Regions from separate parts of the Mus musculus genome. Here all the other regions are linked to region 3. The links are chromatin contacts, called in public promoter capture Hi-C maps. All regions are on one chromosome and are shown on one strand. Each heading gives the region's core, a stretch centred on a gene start, on an enhancer-like site or on the middle of the called end of the contact. The rest is flanking DNA. Distances are from core to core; before and after follow the strand shown. Region 1 holds the start of Gbp2 (guanylate binding protein 2). Region 2 holds the start of Gbp3 (guanylate binding protein 3). Region 3 holds the start of Sh3glb1 (SH3-domain GRB2-like B1 (endophilin)). Region 4 holds the start of Kyat3 (kynurenine aminotransferase 3). Region 5 holds the start of Gbp7 (guanylate binding protein 7). Region 6 holds the start of Pdlim5 (PDZ and LIM domain 5).

What was found. Promoter capture Hi-C pulls out the DNA fragments that hold promoters and counts their contacts.
Region 1: a promoter capture Hi-C map of liver shows a contact between it and region 3, with 10 times the contacts expected there. The contact joins the promoter of Gbp2 here to the promoter of Sh3glb1 in region 3. A contact is called at or near these places in 2 of 39 promoter capture datasets (liver and pre-B cells).
Region 2: a promoter capture Hi-C map of pre-B cells shows a contact between it and region 3, with 6 times the contacts expected there. The contact joins the promoter of Gbp3 here to the promoter of Sh3glb1 in region 3. A contact is called at or near these places in 2 of 39 promoter capture datasets (liver and pre-B cells) and 1 of 484 Hi-C or Micro-C datasets (CD8 T cells).
Region 4: a promoter capture Hi-C map of pre-B cells shows a contact between it and region 3, with 12 times the contacts expected there. The contact joins the promoter of Kyat3 here to the promoter of Sh3glb1 in region 3. A contact is called at or near these places in 5 of 39 promoter capture datasets (the SN4741 cell line, hippocampal neurons, liver and 1 more), 1 of 484 Hi-C or Micro-C datasets (liver) and 1 of 115 datasets of contacts at active chromatin or transcription factors (astrocytes).
Region 5: a contact with region 3 is called in a promoter capture Hi-C map of pre-B cells, with 4 times the contacts expected there. The contact joins the promoter of Gbp7 here to the promoter of Sh3glb1 in region 3. A contact is called at or near these places in 4 of 39 promoter capture datasets (the C10 cell line, liver and pre-B cells) and 1 of 484 Hi-C or Micro-C datasets (CD8 T cells).
Region 6: a contact with region 3 is called in a promoter capture Hi-C map of liver, with 4 times the contacts expected there. The contact joins the promoter of Pdlim5 here to the promoter of Sh3glb1 in region 3. A contact is called at or near these places in 3 of 39 promoter capture datasets (liver, neutrophils and pre-B cells), 2 of 484 Hi-C or Micro-C datasets (CD4 T cells and pre-B cells) and 3 of 9 other capture datasets (adipose tissue, liver and macrophages).

Annotation. Positions count from the first base shown.
Region 1 is chr3:142,619,148-142,621,959 of GRCm38.p6, forward strand. Gbp2 (guanylate binding protein 2) reads left to right here and starts at 1,516. Exons shown (of 11, transcript NM_010260.1): 1 at 1,516-1,661. Gbp2b (guanylate binding protein 2b) reads left to right here. Exons shown (of 11, transcript NM_010259.2): 11 at 1-29.
Region 2 is chr3:142,558,974-142,561,766 of GRCm38.p6, forward strand. Gbp3 (guanylate binding protein 3) reads left to right here and starts at 1,383. Exons shown (of 11, transcript NM_001289493.2): 1 at 1,383-1,717; 2 at 2,767-2,793. The coding sequence starts at 2,791.
Region 3 is chr3:144,719,057-144,721,756 of GRCm38.p6, forward strand. It overlaps Sh3glb1 (SH3-domain GRB2-like B1 (endophilin)), which reads right to left and starts at 1,279. Exons shown (of 9, transcript NM_019464.3): 1 at 926-1,279. The coding sequence starts at 997.
Region 4 is chr3:142,699,640-142,702,499 of GRCm38.p6, forward strand. It overlaps Kyat3 (kynurenine aminotransferase 3), which reads left to right and starts at 1,409. Exons shown (of 14, transcript NM_001293560.1): 1 at 1,409-1,536.
Region 5 is chr3:142,528,785-142,531,645 of GRCm38.p6, forward strand. It overlaps Gbp7 (guanylate binding protein 7), which reads left to right and starts at 1,552. Exons shown (of 11, transcript NM_001083312.2): 1 at 1,552-1,655.
Region 6 is chr3:142,394,264-142,396,993 of GRCm38.p6, forward strand. It overlaps Pdlim5 (PDZ and LIM domain 5), which reads right to left and starts at 1,433. Exons shown (of 13, transcript NM_019808.3): 1 at 1,323-1,433.

The sequences.
Region 1 (2,812 bases), core at 266-2,765, 2.1 Mb before region 3:
GTGAAAACTGTTAATAAAAATGATTAAGCTTACCATAATTGTTTCAAGTGCATGCTGTACATTGTTCATAATGTAAGAAACGCCGCTCCTAAATTTCTGTAAGAGGGGAGGTCATTAGAAGACTCTTAGCTGTCACACAGGCACCCAATGATGAGGGGTTCAGCTCTGCAACTGAACATTCAGAATAACAGTAGTACCACACAGAGGAAATGTCACAGTCACGGGGCTTAGTACTCTTGTGGAATACAGAAACACAAAGATACTTTCTGTATAATTATTTTCTGGTAGTGGCATTAAACCCAGGGCTTTAAAAAATACTTCTAGTGGTACATTAACTTATAGCATAACAGTGGATGGTATAGTGTTTCTGTAGTATACTTTTCAGTGCATGCTTGTATCATGTGTGCTTGAAGAAGAATTCAACACTTGTATTCAAAGTCTGACCTATTGTCTGATTTGTGTTAAGTCCCTGGAAGATTTTAAGTACTAGTCCGTGGGTAAATCAGCATGAGGATTAATTAGACATCTTCAGAACTTCAAAGCACAGTTTGGGACACTTCTCACAGCCACAGTGCCAGTGGCTTGTCAACTCCATGGTCATTCCCAGCCTTAGCTCAGAGACTCACAGATGTCAGTCTCAGTTTTGACAGTGGCTTCCCTCAGCCTCTGAGAGATGTTATTTGCACTCAATGGTTTAGGGTCAGGACTCTGACTCACTTGTTTCTAAGGAAACATACTACAAATGACTGGAAACTCCACCCCTTTAAGCTTAGAAACAAAAACAAAAAACAAAAAACAAAAAAAAAAGGAAAGAAAAGAAAGAAATCCCTTTTGCTTACTCTTAAATTCTACATGTCTACATGATTGAAAATATTTAAGTGGTGCTAAAATTGTTGTGGGATTGTACATAATGTTAATAGCGATTATTCTAGTCCAAAAGACAAATGAACAAACTAACAAACAAGCTAGCTGATTTCCCAGCATTTGACATGTTTAAAGGAACTCAGATTCACTTTCACTTTCAGTAATTTTTCTTCCTCCCTCCTTCCCTCTCTTTGTCTCCCCCATCTTTCTCCTTCCTTTCTCTCTCCTTGTCCCTCCAAATTCTCACCTTTTTCGTTCTATTTTTATTCTTTCACAGTACAGAGAAATGATTTTTAAACGATTCATGTCCACTTCTGAATTGCACAATTGCTTGCTAACTTTGTGTAACACAGTGGGGCTGGCAACTTCACAAAACAAACACTAATGGACAAAAAAGGACTGAAACATAAGAGAATGATTTCAAAACCACACCCTTTTCACCCTACATTTTGAAACACCCACAAGAAATGGCACCATTTATCAATCTCTACCTGAGAAGTCCTGAGACCCTCCTCCCATGAGCAAACCCCTCATTCCTGCAGTGCTGGTTGAGTCATCCCTCCAACCCCACCCCAGTTAGGAACTCTTTTAGTTTCACTTTCACTGTCTTAAGCATAAATAAAGAGCGAACTCCTCACAAGTTCTCTGGCAAAAATCTGGAACTTCCCGGGTTACTACAGGGTCTATGTCACAGTGCCTGTGAGAGAGGACAGAGCACTCTGCAGCCAGCCTCAGAGGCAAAGCTGACCAGCATTGAAAAGCTGCTTCTTCTTCTTCTCTAAAGGATTTCTCTTCAGGTAAGACAGAGGCAGGGGTGGAAAACTGTTTAGCAGACTGCTGGTTTACCCTAACCAGAGGAGGCTGAAACCAGCACAGATGTGTGTGGCCCAGGGCTAGGTGACAGAGGCAGACTTTACCCTAGATGTCCCTGTCCCTACTAGGGCAAATTAATTAAACTCTGGGAAAGAAGACTTCACACTGAGAGCATAAGTGTGTTGAGGTTCATATTGCTTTCTCGGTACCATTTTATATCATTCTTACTATTTAATGATACTCAGACAAAGTTCCTGAACTTGTTGCCAGTGTCTACCTAAATAAGTTAGGCTGCTTGGAATTCATAAAAAGAGACAGTTTCCCCCATTGAAAAATCTATTGAGCTACAATATCTTTGTGTATACTATTTTGAATACACACACATTATTTATTCCTTGAGAACATCATATATGTCATGTGTTTTTGATTGTGTATATTCCCTACTCTTTCCTCCATCTCCTCCCACCCACCCCTCACTCAGTTTCATGTCCTCATTTAATCAAGTCACTGCAGCTCATTCAAACGTGGGCATAAGGCCACCTAGTGGAATTCAGGTAACTTAACAGGGGCCATTTACTGAAGAAAACCAACCCTGGAGTCTGTAGCAGCCATTAACTGCCATTATCATCTCAGTTATGCTCTGGGCTTCCCGGGACTCTCACCAACCTATGGTAGAATTTTGATTTATGCATTTTTTCTTTTTTCTTTTGTTTTGTTTTCAAAATAGTGTGTCTGTGTAGCCCTGGCTGTCCTGAAACTCACTGTGTAAACCAGGCTGTCTTCAAACTCAGAGATCCATGTGCCTTTGCTTCCCAAGTGCTGGATTGAAGGCATGTGCCACTAACCACCCGCCTTTATGCAGGTTTTCTATAGGCAGCCACAGCTGCTGTGACTTCATGAGTTCAAAAACTATATCATGTTCCAGAAGATACTGGTTCACCTTAAAGCAATGCATATAGTCCATGTGATATTTGTGGCATAAATACCACTGTGAACTGAAAGAAACCAAACCTTTGGGAGGAATTCTCTAGGGTAACATAGGAAAACTATGAGCTGTGTCTGGAAGACTGTGCTGGTAGAGAGTACCACAGCACTGGGAATGTCATGGAAGTCTACCAGCCAAGCACGGGATCCA
Region 2 (2,793 bases), core at 133-2,632, 2.2 Mb before region 3:
ACTGTGGGATGTAAGGATGGAATAGCTGGACTAGTGAGAATATGAATGCCATGGGTAACTCTGTACCTTTCACTCACTTGTCGGTCCAGTAGGGAGATATAGTTTTTTCTTATGATCAAGGAAGGAATAAAGCACAAATTGATACTCATATGTATTATATAAGGACTTCAACCTAACCAGCCTTAAAGGATAGTTAATGATAACTTGTAGCAGTTAATAATAAAAGCATATCTGTTGTAGCTCACCTGGAACTCTATTAACTGAAAAGTCAGTCTGTCTATGTCTTGTTTTTAATGTTGAAAGTTTGCTTTTTGCATGAATTATTTGAAAGTAGTCTATACATGAAGTACATGAAGTAGTCTGAGCACAGCCAACTTAGCATACATGAACCCCGTCCCACATATTGTATATATATTTTGAGACAAAATTTTCATGTAGCCCAGGCTAGCCTCAAGCTTAATATATAGCTCAGAATGGTTCCCCTGCCTCCACTTCCATGGCCAGTTCACATAGACAATATTTTAAATAATTCATGAAAGCAGGAAACTTTTATAGAACAGATTTTTTTTACTTGTGATTTTATGTCAGAACTCAAAAAAAAATCAGTATTGGGAGGATTTGGAAGTTTGGATTTGTAGATTAGGAATGAACACTTGTGTTGGACAAATGGCAAACAAAGAAAGAGAGTAGTTTGAGACATCCCCAGAAAGACAGGCAAAGCATACTGGGAACTTCCTGTCAGTCAGAGTAGAGAAGGAACAGCCCAGAGTTGTTAGCTCTACTGACAGACCTGACTGAATCATGCATTGTTCTTGCCAAGCAAGCTGCACTGTAAACAGTGGCCATCTCTATAGTTCACCATCTTTATAACACTTTGGTTAAAGACTCTAACAGGGAGCTGACAGCAGATATGCACTTTAAGGAAACTGGGGACTTGTTTTCCTTTAACAAAAAGGCTAGGATACCCAGGGCTTGAGCAATCATCTTTGACTCCCTAAACAAAGCTGGTTCATGTCAGGACACAGTTTCAGTTTCTATTTCCCAGATCCCTGGAAAACACAAGAAAGGGAGGAGAAAGGGCTTTTCTGCTGGGGGGAAGTCCAGTCGTCGCCTTTGGCTCGAATTCACAGCCTGAGTTCAGGTTGTATAATGACTGCTATTTTCTCCTGCTGCATCTGAGGGAGCATTTCCTCTGAAATGTGTGGAGGGAAAGGAGGAGGCCACACTGCTGATTTAGACTGCAGTCTAAATCCAAGAGGGCAGGGGACCCAGAAAACGCAATGACAATCATTGATTAGTAGTGTTCCCTGGTGAGTACTACAGACAGACTTGTGTGCCAAGTGTGATTCTGTTTTCTCCTTTTTTTTTTTTTTTTTTTTGCATCGGTGATGGAACACACTGTAGGAAAGAAAAAAAGTCTCAATCTGCAAGATGTGGCGGGGTGATAACTGCAGAAAGTTCGGGGGGATCTGGGAAATTCCTCAGCTCAGCTGAGGTCACAAATTCTGTTATTTTGTTCAAGCCCTCAACGACTGACTGAGTCATCAAGCAAGGAGCATGGTTTCGATTTCAGTTCCTTTTATCTCAATTTGTGTTTGGGCGGCTGTTACTTTGCCACTTCTAACAGTGGCTGCTCCAAGGAGCCTGGAGCAGTAGGAAGCTCAGGGAAAGAACTAAGTTGGCTGAGGACTGTCCCTGTTACAGAGCCAGTGCCTGGGTGAGTAACCACATGTGTTTCTCTCAACAGACGCTGCCGGCGAAATTGCCAGGACATCTCCATTCTGGGGTGGCAGACTCACCCTGGTGGGCAAGCCAGTGCAAGCTGCAGACCTCACAGGGTCTTGTGGCCATTTGCAGAGCGCCACCTGGCGGGCCAAGCGTGCATGTACTGCTTTTCTTGGGTCTTCATTCAATAACCCCTCTGGCTTGGGAGACAATGACCAAGGCCCATCCTTGGTGGTGAGAGCCTGGTACCCAGGAGCCAAACTCAGTAGTACTGCAGCCTCTTGTAGGGTAGCTTCCCCCAGTTTGCTTCCTTGTGTCCGCAATGTTTTCTTGATAGCAGACATCTGTCCTCAAAGGTGTCACTAAGAGGCTTCATTTTATCTTATTTTGCTGGAGTCAGTCCCTGTTTTATTTATCTGAATTCAACCTCCAATGTCCCTACCTCGCTCTATACTTACTTTATTCTAAGGCGTGTGTGGGCGCACGGGCACGTGTGTGTGTGTGTGTGTGTGTGTGTGTGTGTGTGTGTGTGTTCATTTTCTGCTTCGTTTTCTCTCCCATTTGAACAGAGGCTCACCAAGGTAGGAAATTGCACTCATTTAGTTTATTCTTTGATAACAGCCACCTAAGGCAGTGCCCAACACACACCCGGCAAACTTCTCATACTGAAACAGACTTCAAATTCTCTCAGAATGCCAGGAAACCTTTCTACCCACTTTGCAACTTTGCCACGTGCGTTTTTGCCTCACCCGCTGCAAAACCCGAGTGCTCTCAGTCTCAGACATCAGTGTTGTTGGCTTTCTCATGTTATTTTTTAAGAAGCCGGAGAATACTTTTCATAGTTCAAAGAAGAATCGTGATATATTCTATGAGAAATACTGTAACAGGTTTGGGAAGGCTGAGTTCATTTCCCACTTTAGAAACATACAGAACTTGAGATACGTGTTGCGCAAACAAAAACCGACATGTGTCTGCCTTGGGTGATGACAACAGACGATTTTAAGATCCCATATTTCAGTGAGCGACTGTTCTGGGTTACAGGGTTCTGCAGCTTCCGAGTGGACCATG
Region 3 (2,700 bases), core at 29-2,528:
ATGAAATGAATCAAGAAATAAAGCAGCACACGTGAGATTTATAGTTCGGTGGGATTTTGGCACATGGGACATTACTTTTGTTTTCTCTTTCCGGAACAGAGGGCTGCTGCTACCCTATGTCACTAACTTCAATACCAGATTGTTTACAAGCCACGTTGTGAAATTGACATCTGCTCCGAGATTTAACTGAGTTTGCATAATGTGGGTGTTGACTGTAAAAAATCTGCCCAAGTTCCCTATTGCTGACACTTCCTTAATCACAGAATAAGGAGACGCAGTGAACTTTTCCCTTCCAAGTGCGCCTGAAGCCAAGCGTGCCCGGTCCCCTCCAATGTGACAACAACGTGAATCGCGTCCTCCTCTCACCCCTGCTCTATATAGCCCATCTGGGGAACGCGTCAGGGCACCCCTAATCCTAGGTGTCCTGCGTCCTTGGTGAAGCTGGGACACCGACAGGGACAGGCAATCTCCATCTCCCCCACGGGCTGCTAAGCTCTGGGACAATCCTTCCAAGGGGCAGCAGCGAGGGCTGGTGGGAACTGAGCTGGCAGCTCCTCTGCGTTGAGGGGCAGGAAAAGGAAACTCCCTTCTCGGTCGGACGCGGCCCGGAGGGCGAGAGCGAGCGCAGCGGAGGGTGGGGGTGGCGCCAAGGTGCTCGGCGTGCCCTGCCTCGCCGGCTGGGGCACCGAGGCCTCCGCCCCGGGGTGAACCCAAGGTGTCCGCCCTGGGCCGCGTCCCGACTCGCCTGCCGGGGCGCGGGGCGGCGGCGGCCGGGCGAGCGAGGCGGAAACGGCCAGCGGGGCAGGGGCGCCAGGCCGCGCCCATCGGCAGGCCTGGGTACCAGGGCGACGCCGTCCCCGACCCGCCCTCCGCTCGCCCTCCCCGGCGCCACCACCCCGCCCGGCCCCAACCGCCGCCGCCGTACCTGCACGGCCCGGCTGAGGAAGGTGCCCGCGTCGGCCGCCAGCTTCTTCACGTTGAAATCCATGATGTTCATGCCGGGCGGCAGCCGGGCAGAGCCGCCGGCTGCGCTAGCGGGGAGGCGGGGAGCGCCGCGGCCGGGCTGGGGCGCCGGGCGACGGCGACGGCGGGGCGGACGTGGTAGGTGGCGGGAGGCGGCGCCAGCCCCGCGCAGCTGTCGTTTCCTGGCGGGGAGGCGGGGGAGGGAAGAGGGCGGGCGCCCGCGAGCGCGCGCCTCTCCGCTCACACGCTGGGCCTGTCGCGTCGCCGAGCAGCTGCGAGCCACGGGGACCGAGGTCGCGTCCGGAGGAAGGCCCCGCCCCGCCCCGCCGCCCGGCGACTGTGCAACCGCGGCGGAAAACAGCCGGCCGGGAGGGGGGCGTGGCCTCACCGATGGCGTGGGGTGGGGGGCGGGGGTGTCCTCGCGGGAACAGCGACCCCTGCAGGGTGGCCGAGGATTCACCACTGGGTGGAGCCGCTGCAGAGGTTCTCATGGGAACAGCGACCCCTGCAGGGAGGCCGAGGATTCACCACTGGGTGGAGCCGCTGCAGAGGTTCTCATGGGAACAGCGACCCCTGCAGGGTGGCCGAGGATTCACCACTGGGTGGAGCCGCGGCTGAGGCTCTCCTGACAGCTCACTAAGCACCAAGCCAGTGTCAGAGCATCAGTGGAAGTTCTTACCAGAACGAGAGCCTCCTGGGCTCTCACCCTGATTCCCTCCCACAGCATCTCAGTGAGTGTCTGTGACAGAATCGCCCGGACAAAAGTTCCTTAGAAAAGCATGGACAAAACGTTCCTTAAAAGGAAACAGAACTGACACTATAGAATCATTGGCCCGGATTTCCTGTATTGGGTCTGGGGTCAAAGGCTACCTATGGCTTGGGTAGACACCTAGCCAATCTTTGCTGAACGGGATTGTCTTCATTGTCCCCTACCCTATTATACTTTGACTCACTGTTGAGGACCTATTGTGTGTGAGGCATTGAGTAGGTGCTGAAGGGTTCAGTCCCTTTGGTGGCTGGTGGTCATCTGAGGCATATTTAGAAAGTATCTCCCATCCCCTGGGAAGGTATATAAGAGCATTTCAGAGAGACAATGGAGAAGAAAGACAAGGTTCCTATCCGGTTATACATTCCTTCACTCCTGAGTACCTACTGTCTGGCAGGGCCTCAACCTTCCAACTCTTAGCTGTGTGATAAAGGCATGAGCCCTTCCCCCCACACCCACCCACCCAGACACCCACACTACACTCAGCTAATTTAGTTTCTGTTTTCTGAGAAAAGGCCTCATGCGACCTAGCCTGGCTTCAGGTATCCAAAGACCGCTTCAAACCCATCACCCTCCTGTCTTTGTTTTTCTTTCTTGTTCCTCCCTCCTTTTTCTTCTCCCCACTTCCTTTATCCTGGGGACCAAACCACTGTCCAATAGATCCTGTTTTACAGGTCTTATCATGTAACTTTCATTTTGGTGTTTCAAGATGCCTCTGGAACCTCTAGATATCACACATATGTTCTCACATTAGAAAGGAAATGAAGGGGAGAGGCAAAAGTACACACCAGCTCAGTGTCCCTTTCTCCTTTAAAACAAGCATTCCATAACCCCCAGCTCGTAAACTTTCATTTTCACATCGTTAGTGAGAACTGGGCCATTTAGGTCCTCACAATGGCAGTTCGATCGAATAAATGCAATGTGCTCTGTTAAAAAAAACTAAGAGCATTTGTGAGAGAATGGTAGGTCTT
Region 4 (2,860 bases), core at 159-2,658, 2.0 Mb before region 3:
CCACCATGTGGGCAGTGTAATTATATCAGAAACTAGGAACACAGTGGTCATGAAACATACCCTGTGTTTTGAAATAAGAAACTAGCAGCTTACTGTAATGGTTGTATGTGAAAAGGAGAAGAGAGAGAAAGGAAAGGGACACCGAGCAGCCACTTAGCCTCAAAAACCTTGAGAACGAACTGCGATGTTCCCCAATTCAACCTCAGCAATATCAACAGAACACCGACTGCAGATAAAGCCATTCCAGATCGTCATGAGTTTTAGGTCCAAAGGGGAAAACTCCAAGAATCCCGAATATGGACAGACCCGCTGACTGGGTTCAAAATGAAGGCTTGCCTCACCTCAAGCTCCACTGTAGAATTTCAGGGAGAGACAAAAGTTCACCCTCATCCTTAAGGACCTCTGAAACCTTCTGTCTGCCAGGAAAATCCACTTGCCTATTAAGATACAAAGTGCCTACCAAAGCCACAGAGCTCTCAAGCCCTCCTCCCCTTCTATTCTAAACTTCCAGGCTGTTCCAATTCACAGGACAAACACACACACACACACACACACACACACACACACACACACACACACCTGAAGCTGCAGCCACCGGTTTTTCTTTATAACTCGCAAGGTTTTTCCTGCTATTCCCTCTGCTCTGGAGAGACAGCCCTTGCCAGTCTGCCTCTCTGCTCTCTTCCCATAACTGCTTTGGACTTTCCCCAAATCCTCTAGTTATTCTCTCTCTCCTATATCTTAGGTAAACATCTTCTTCCCACCATGGGTCGGTCAGTTCAGCAGCCTGCCTGTGCCCTTGCTTACAATGAGCACCTTTAATGTTCGTAACAAAATACAGAAGCGCTTGGCTCACTGTGGCAAGGTCAGTGCATCCAACCAAATCCGCTTTTGTTCCTTCCTACAGGCGTGAGTACAGCGTTCAGCCGCTCTCGTGAACTACAACACCTCGACTCCTTTAAACGCAAGAGGAAGAAAATCTAACCCCCAAGCTGTGCTCTTAACAGCTTGTCCTCCCGCTTCAGTGTCACTTCCTCCGCCTTTTAGGTCCTGCATCACTTTACAGTTCCGAAGGAAAGATTCCCTCTCCCTCCTCTCTCCCCATCAGAGGGAACACATAGACAACTACACAGGCCGGCCTCTCAAGCATTTTCAAGTCTTTCTCCTAGAACCTGCTTCGAATCCACGCAGCGGAGATTTAAAAACAGTTCTGCTCCAAACAGTCGCACACTTCCACTTTTTCCTGGATACTCAGCCAAGGCCACGCCCTGTCCCCTAGCCTGGGAGCTTCTTGTGCACTCTCACAGGGCGCGCCACGATTGGAGAAATCCGTAACCAATCTGTAGCCTTAGCCCTGATACCGGAGCCAATCCCTGGTCAGAGCCACGAACCGCCTCCACCCCGCCTCCTCTACAATCAGGAGGGTTCCTGCTGCACTCTGCTTCTGGATCCCCGAGTGCATTCCGCCAGGAACCCCGGCGACACCTAGCGACCTCCGGACTAAGGCCAGGGACGCATTGGAACCAGGAGAACGATGTAAGCGGGCGGGACGTAGTGAGCGGTGACTCGGCCCGGGGCATACAGAGTTTGCGGAGCCGGGAGCCAAAGGGAGGTCGGCGGGCAGGAGAAGCGCCCGTACTAGGCACATGGTCGGACCACAGCGGAGACTGTGGGATTTATCTTGGGGTTGACAGGCTTTTCTTTGGAGAAAAGTCCACCCTTGTCCCTTTTACTCTTGATTGTGTAGTCTGGGTGTTTAGAACGCACCTTTGCAAGGGCAATACTGACTTCAGTTCATCCGTGAAAGATGTTTGTGTTTGTTTCTTGAGACAGTCTCTTCTTCTGGAAGTAGTTTTGTGGCAAAGGAACTTTTTAATCCTCCTATCTCCACTCCCACACACCCGACCCACACACCCAGTGCTAAGATTAGAGGTGTGCGCCACCGCTGCTGGTTTTATTCGGTGCCTAGGTTGGAACCCAGAGCTTCATCCCTACTAACTGAGCTACCTCCCTAGCCCAGATAAGGCGAAAGTTCAGGGTTGGAAAAGCAGTTAAACCAGAAGCTTGAGATTATCTTTTCGGAGCTTTGCAAAAGACAAAAGCAGTCTTAATTGGTGGTGTCTGAAGGTCAAGCATTCTTGTAGATCTGAGCCGCTCGCCCCTAAGCACCTCCATTCAGTGTTCCACCTATGGGCTGCTGGGTAGGTAGGTGGCACACGGGAAGCTTGCTCAGGGCTGCAGCCAGCCAGCCTGTAAATCTGTTCAACTTTTGCCTGTGTGCGGTACCCTAATTTCGGCATCAGGTGACCATACCGCTTCCCTTGTGAGAGAATCTCACTTTCACGCGGCCTTAAAGCCCGTTTTGAATGGTGCCTCTTAACTCTTATGCTGATAATGCCTCTTAACACTTATGCTGATAAACTTGACTGTGTTTTTTATTCATGCTTCACCTCTTCATATGGCCTTGAATGCCTCTGTACTTTGAAAGCTAGAACCCTGTTCACCTCGCTCTGTTGCAATTAGCGAACTTTATAAACACTCTAGAACCCGGCTAACAGGTATGGCATGTGGTGAAAATAAAGGGAGCAGTGTTATTTATCAAGAGGCTGTCTCTGATAAATCTTTCTTGAGCTTTTAGGTAACCTGAAGGTTCCTGACGTTTTCAGATTGCTAACACAACTATTCTTTATGTCTGTATACCTCCTATGGGTCAGATTTGTAACTTGGTAGTTTGAGTGGTAAATTCAGAGCACTAAACTTTAACCATGTTTAAACTGAGTTGTGAATGCTTTGCCTACCTTTGAGATTTGCGTTTTTCCTTCAACTTTTAACCTCTAGGTTGCCCACGGTCTTCCAGTTC
Region 5 (2,861 bases), core at 302-2,801, 2.2 Mb before region 3:
GTTAGGGTTTTGTTACTGTGAACAGACACCATGACCAACGCAACTCTTATAAAGGACAACATTTAAATGGGGCTGGCTTGCAGGTTCAGATGTTCAGTCCACTATCATGAAGGTGGGAGTATGGTAGCATCTAGGCAGGCATGGTACAGGCAGAGCTGAGAATTCTACATCTTCATCTGAAGGCTGCTAGCAGAATACTGACTTCCAGGGAGATAGGATGAGGGTCTTAAAGCCCACACCCAAAGTGACACACCCACTCCAAAAAGGCCACACCTACTTGAACAGGGCCACACCTTCTAATAGTGCCACTTTCTAGGCTGAGCATATACAAATCCTCACAGCAGGTCCATCTGAAATAGATCCATTATGTCTTTTAAAAAGCAACATAAAAGAGAGGGTTGTGAAAGCTTTAACACTTAAGTGTCTGCCCCGTGCCCTGACTCCAGACATGCCTAGTTCATCCAGCGTTACTGCAATGAAGTGCATTCGTGTCCTAGCCTTGAGTCTGACAACTGCTATTCCACAGAGTTCACACTTAACTTTGTTCTATGGGAGAAATTTACCTCAGTCAAACTAACAGATGGGAATCAAATTGATGTTCCCACCTGAAGGATAACCTGAGGACACACTACATGATGGTTCTCAGGCCTGACCAAGCCCCACCTCCTCCCTAGCTCAGAAAGATGATTCCGAGGGGCCTGTAAGAAAGCATCAGACATGGATACTTCACTAGTCTGGTCTGTATGTAGATGTTCCTTAACACAACACGAGGTTACATTCCAATCACAGAATCACCCTGACATGAATATTTGTGAATTTAAAATGCACCAAGACATTTAACCAAACAAAGATGACAGCTTAGTCTGTTGTATGTTACCAGACATCTGGACAGTCACTTAAGACAAAGCTTTTTTTCTTTCTTTCCCAAAACACCTGTTGTAATTCATTTCGGTTTTGCCAAAAAAAAAAAAAAAAACAAAAAAAAAAAAAACCTCCATATAGTAGAAGGCATAGCAAGCTAACCCGTAGGGGACATGAAAAAGGGAGAAGCCAGACTTTCATATGTGCTGCTGCACAGCAAGATAAATGATGGTGACTGTGGCATACATCTCAAAAAAGAAGTGTTAACAGTTTGAAGAGATAGCTATGTTAACCCAGTCTGCATCATATATCACATGAGGTATCCAATGCACAGAAACAACCCATTACCTTTTTAATATGTACAGTATTACTATCATGCACGAGTTGCGCGTTTTTTAAGGTAAAAACGTCTCGTTGGTGTCAACCTCTTGGAATAAGCCAGTGGCAGGAGCTGGCACATTTCTGTTGCAGCATTCTGTATTTCCCAATAGAAGTCAGTATTTAGAGAATCAGCGACTTGTTTTCATCCGCCGCCCATCTGGCAGGGAAGACTATGGACTTGTTCCCCACAGATTCCGTTTTCTTTCCAGGAAAAGCAGAAGCTTCTCAGAAAGTCAGCACAAGCCTGTGTGTGCAGTTTCAGTTTCAGTTCTCCATCCCCACAACTAAGTGCAGGCAATATCCGGTTTCACTCTGGAGTTTAAGAATAGAGAGCTTTCAGGAGGAATCGGGGCGGGCGCAGCAGCAAGCCTAAAGGTGCTGAATCCAGGTAGCAGAGAATCCGGTGCAGGCTGGTGAGTTCCCTGAGACTCCATACCCAATGTACACATCTCCTAAGGAGCTTCAGGGAGGTCCCGAGGTCCCAGGCCATAAACTCCACATTTGGTGCAAGATGACACCGGAGGGTGGACGACCGCGATCAGAGACGGCTTGGTGGCCTCAGGGTGGGTGGACAGCGTTGCTCAGTGTGGGAAGTGCGACCACTCTCGAGCAGCCACCACAGCCAGGCATGGTGGGGGATGGGGTGGGGTGGTGAGCGGTTCCTACGGGAATATCAGCCCAGGGCTACCCACTCCCGCAGGCTACCCATTCCCCTGCATTGTTTCCAAGTAAGAGGGCATAACCCCAGAATCCTCATCTACCATAGTCCTCAGGTACTCCCGCCGCTGTGAGCTCAGCTCGGCTTGAAGAAACAGAAAACATAGCCTTCCCTTGTTGAGTCAGACAGAATTTCCAATTGCGCCCGCCCCGTGCACCGCTGTGCTACCAGTGCACTCTCGCGCTCTGCAATGGGGTACTCAGTCAAAAGTTAGAAACAGCAGGAAAGCCTGAACCCCTTCATGTATTGTGAACTGTTTCAAAGTCGTCCATCTAAGGTTTCAGACCAGTTTTGGAGCTTGTGAAAAATCTCCGGAGGAGGCAGTTTTTTACTGTCTTCCCTGTGGCTCGAGCCACCTTTGGAGACCATGGATAATTTACATGACCAATCGCAGCTATGTAGTTCTACTTATTTACTGTGAATTTTAAGCTTCTTAGTTGGGACAGTAACCCAGACCTGCACGAGAGCAGAGAGAAGAGAAATAACATGCCTATCAATATTTTCCTAATATAGATAGAACTGGTCATTAAGGTACTGTTGTCTTTCACAGAATTAAGGTGAGCTTACGTTTCCCATTCGACACCTACTCTAAATTGATGCTAAGTAAAGAAACACCTACAGTTTTTAAGATGCCACCAGAGGACAAACAGCACCCAGAGTGCCCCTTATACATTATATCATGACATGCCACTAATCAATTGAGAGTTGGTATTTCCCAATTAGGATATTTATCAGTGTAGAAAAGGTGAATTGCGGAAGTTGGTTCTATCAGGGAAGTTTTGGTAATAGGATCTGGTGTTTATTCCCTGATCCACTGGGCAGTTTATAGTCTTCCTGAGCATTCATTTAGCATGTGTGCATGACCTCCAAGACAAGTGAAAAGGAGGCACAATAGCCTTCA
Region 6 (2,730 bases), core at 183-2,682, 2.3 Mb before region 3:
TCCCTTTTCTTAGGGACTCCCTTCCTGATTTCTCCGATTTGTTATTAACATTTCTAGCACTAGCCAAGTCAGCCAAACCACAACACCGGTCTCTTCTCTAAATTCCCTTTCTGCTAGCTTCGCTTGGAATTCATTTGTCTGAAAATATTCTGATCCTTAAGCAACGGCAATATTTTTATTGGCTTTTTCCAAGTCTCCCCCATGTGGTTATTAGTGCCCAAATGCTAAAATACCAACCAAGCAGGCAGGAAATAACAGCTTATTCTGCTTTCAAACATGTAAAAACGTTGGAATTTCTGTAGAGCTTTGGATTTTCTTTTAGGGACAGCATAAATAATACCTTCCATCTACTGCTAGTGAGGGAGGCTAAAAGTGGTTTCCCACACTTGTGTGCGAGTTTCCTTGGTGTGCGTAACCGGGAGAGACCTACAAGTGAGGAGCCCTTCAATTAAGACAACCTAGAGATTCTTTCTCCCCTTCCTGAGATAGAATGGTGGGAGGACTAAAGCACTAAGGCTGAGGGATGAGACGTTTCCCAGCTTGGGTTCACGCCTAGCCCTGTTGGCCAAATAAGGTTCCCCAGCTAGCAGTTTCCGTAGCAGGCGGGTTCAGACGTCCTCGGGTCAAGAAGGCGGACCTGGGATAGGATCTGGCGATCACACCCTAGACCTGCCCAGCCCAGTCACGAATTTTCTTTCCAAGTTCTGCCCAGTCCATACGCCCTTCCTCTTTCCACTCATTGTCAAACGGGGCTGAAGCTCAGTCTGACCCAAGCCCCAAGTATACACCAGTTTCATAAAAACTGGCGACCGCGACTGATCTAAGTGGGCTTTCCTTCTGGACGCACCGACGTGTAACCCTCACAGGTTACACAACTGCACATATTTCAGGGAGGGGGAAATACACGCTTCTCCGTAGCCTGGGAGCCAGCAAACAAAACTGCGCCGCTTTCCCGTGCAGGCGCACACTCTCGGCTCGCCGGAGCTTCCCTGGGGGCTGGCGCGCCCCAGGCCGAGGTGCTGCCCTTCGCCGCCTGCCCTCCGGCTCGGCGGGCGCCCCCTGGTGCGCCCGGCTCTCCGGAGCGCCGGTCCCCGAGAGCCCCGGCTCCGGGCGCTCAGTCCCGCCGCGCGCCGCCCTGCCCCGGGCGCTTCTCACACCTCGGCGCGCACCGGGAGCACCTGAGGAGCAGCGGCTCCCGGGGACACGCTCGCCCCGTCCTCCTCTCGTCCCGCGCCCCTCCACGCGCCGCACCCCGTCACCCGCTTCTCCTCCTGTTCCCTCGCGGACCAGGACGTGCTCCTCCGCCTCCCGCGGCCACTCACCTCCTGACCGGCGCGGCGCACCCTCCGCCTCAGACCAGCGCTGACAAGTGGCTCGCGGTGCCTGCGCCGTCCCTCTCAAGCCGGTGGGGAACTTCCGCCTCCGCGCTCGCCCCGCCTCGCCCCAAGGCTGGCCACGCCCCTCCCCTAATGGTCACGCCCCCATGGTCCGGGCTGGGCGGGGCCACGTCGCTCAGGGCTTAGAAGGCAGTGGAGTCTCCCTGTTGTGCTCTGTGACTTGCTGGGACCGGCTGCCGCCGCCACAAAAAACAATTGCCCCTGTGGAGTTTCGGTGGGCGTAGTCTCCGGGGTGTAGTCTTGGACTGGTACCTGGCAAAGATCTAGCCTTCCGCTTCTCTGTTTTGTATTTCGGCGTTTTTCACTCTGCAGAAACTTGAATTGACCCGCAGTTGGTCTGGCTGAAAATAGAAAAGGGCTTTAGCTAAATCTCTGCCGGTGCAAGTTCAGCGACTACCGCCTGCTTTTGTGAAAGACCTCTGTATACTCTCGAGAAGTGCAAACTCTGAAGTTTGCTTGTCAGGAAGGTGAAAATCGCTAACCCTAATATGCAGAAGTTAAATCTGTCGTCAAGCTAAAGGACAGCCATACAAAGCAGTGGCCAAAAGTGATTCAGCCACTGTATCCTCAGCTTATTTTTCTAATTCCAAATTAACAGCACATTTACCTACTTCTGTAAAGTTGTTTGGTTTTGCCCAGAGAATTTATTCACAAGCAAACGTTAGTAATGTTTAACGAATACTCGAAAAGAAACTTTTAAAATATTAAAAGCACAAGTGTTAACCAAGTGGTGTATCAAACAAAAATAAACCTCAACCGAAGTCCCTGAGTCTGGAGTCTGCTCTAGAGGTACAAGCAAACTCCTAAAGTAGGTTCAAAGTTGTTCAAATAGTAGCCACTGGCCACATATGTCTATTTAACTCATTGTAAAAATGTTTTATATCATTGTTATGAATCTAAATTTATACATGAGTAGGATAGGATTTCCATTAAATAGAAGCTTCAGTAGGACTACATTTCACTGTACAGTTGGATGTTTAGTGGCCAAGTTGACATATATGGACCAGGTTTTTAAAATGTTATAAATTTAAAAAATAGGTATGTTGATTATATGTTGATATTATCTGCCTATTTAAAACATTATTACAACTTATTTTCATTTTTTAATGTATATACTAGAAAGTTTAACATGGATGTGACTTGCATATTTTGTTGGCCAGTTGTTGATTGTATTACATTCTAAAAGGAAAACTAGTTTGCAGGGAAGAATTTTTCTAATGTGGGATTTGTCTAGTGTGTTTTAGGGTTCTGTTTCATAGATCATTCCAAAGTAAATGGTTAAGAATGGTTACATGTAAACAGATATCCCCTGCAAAGCAAAGAGTCAGCCTTA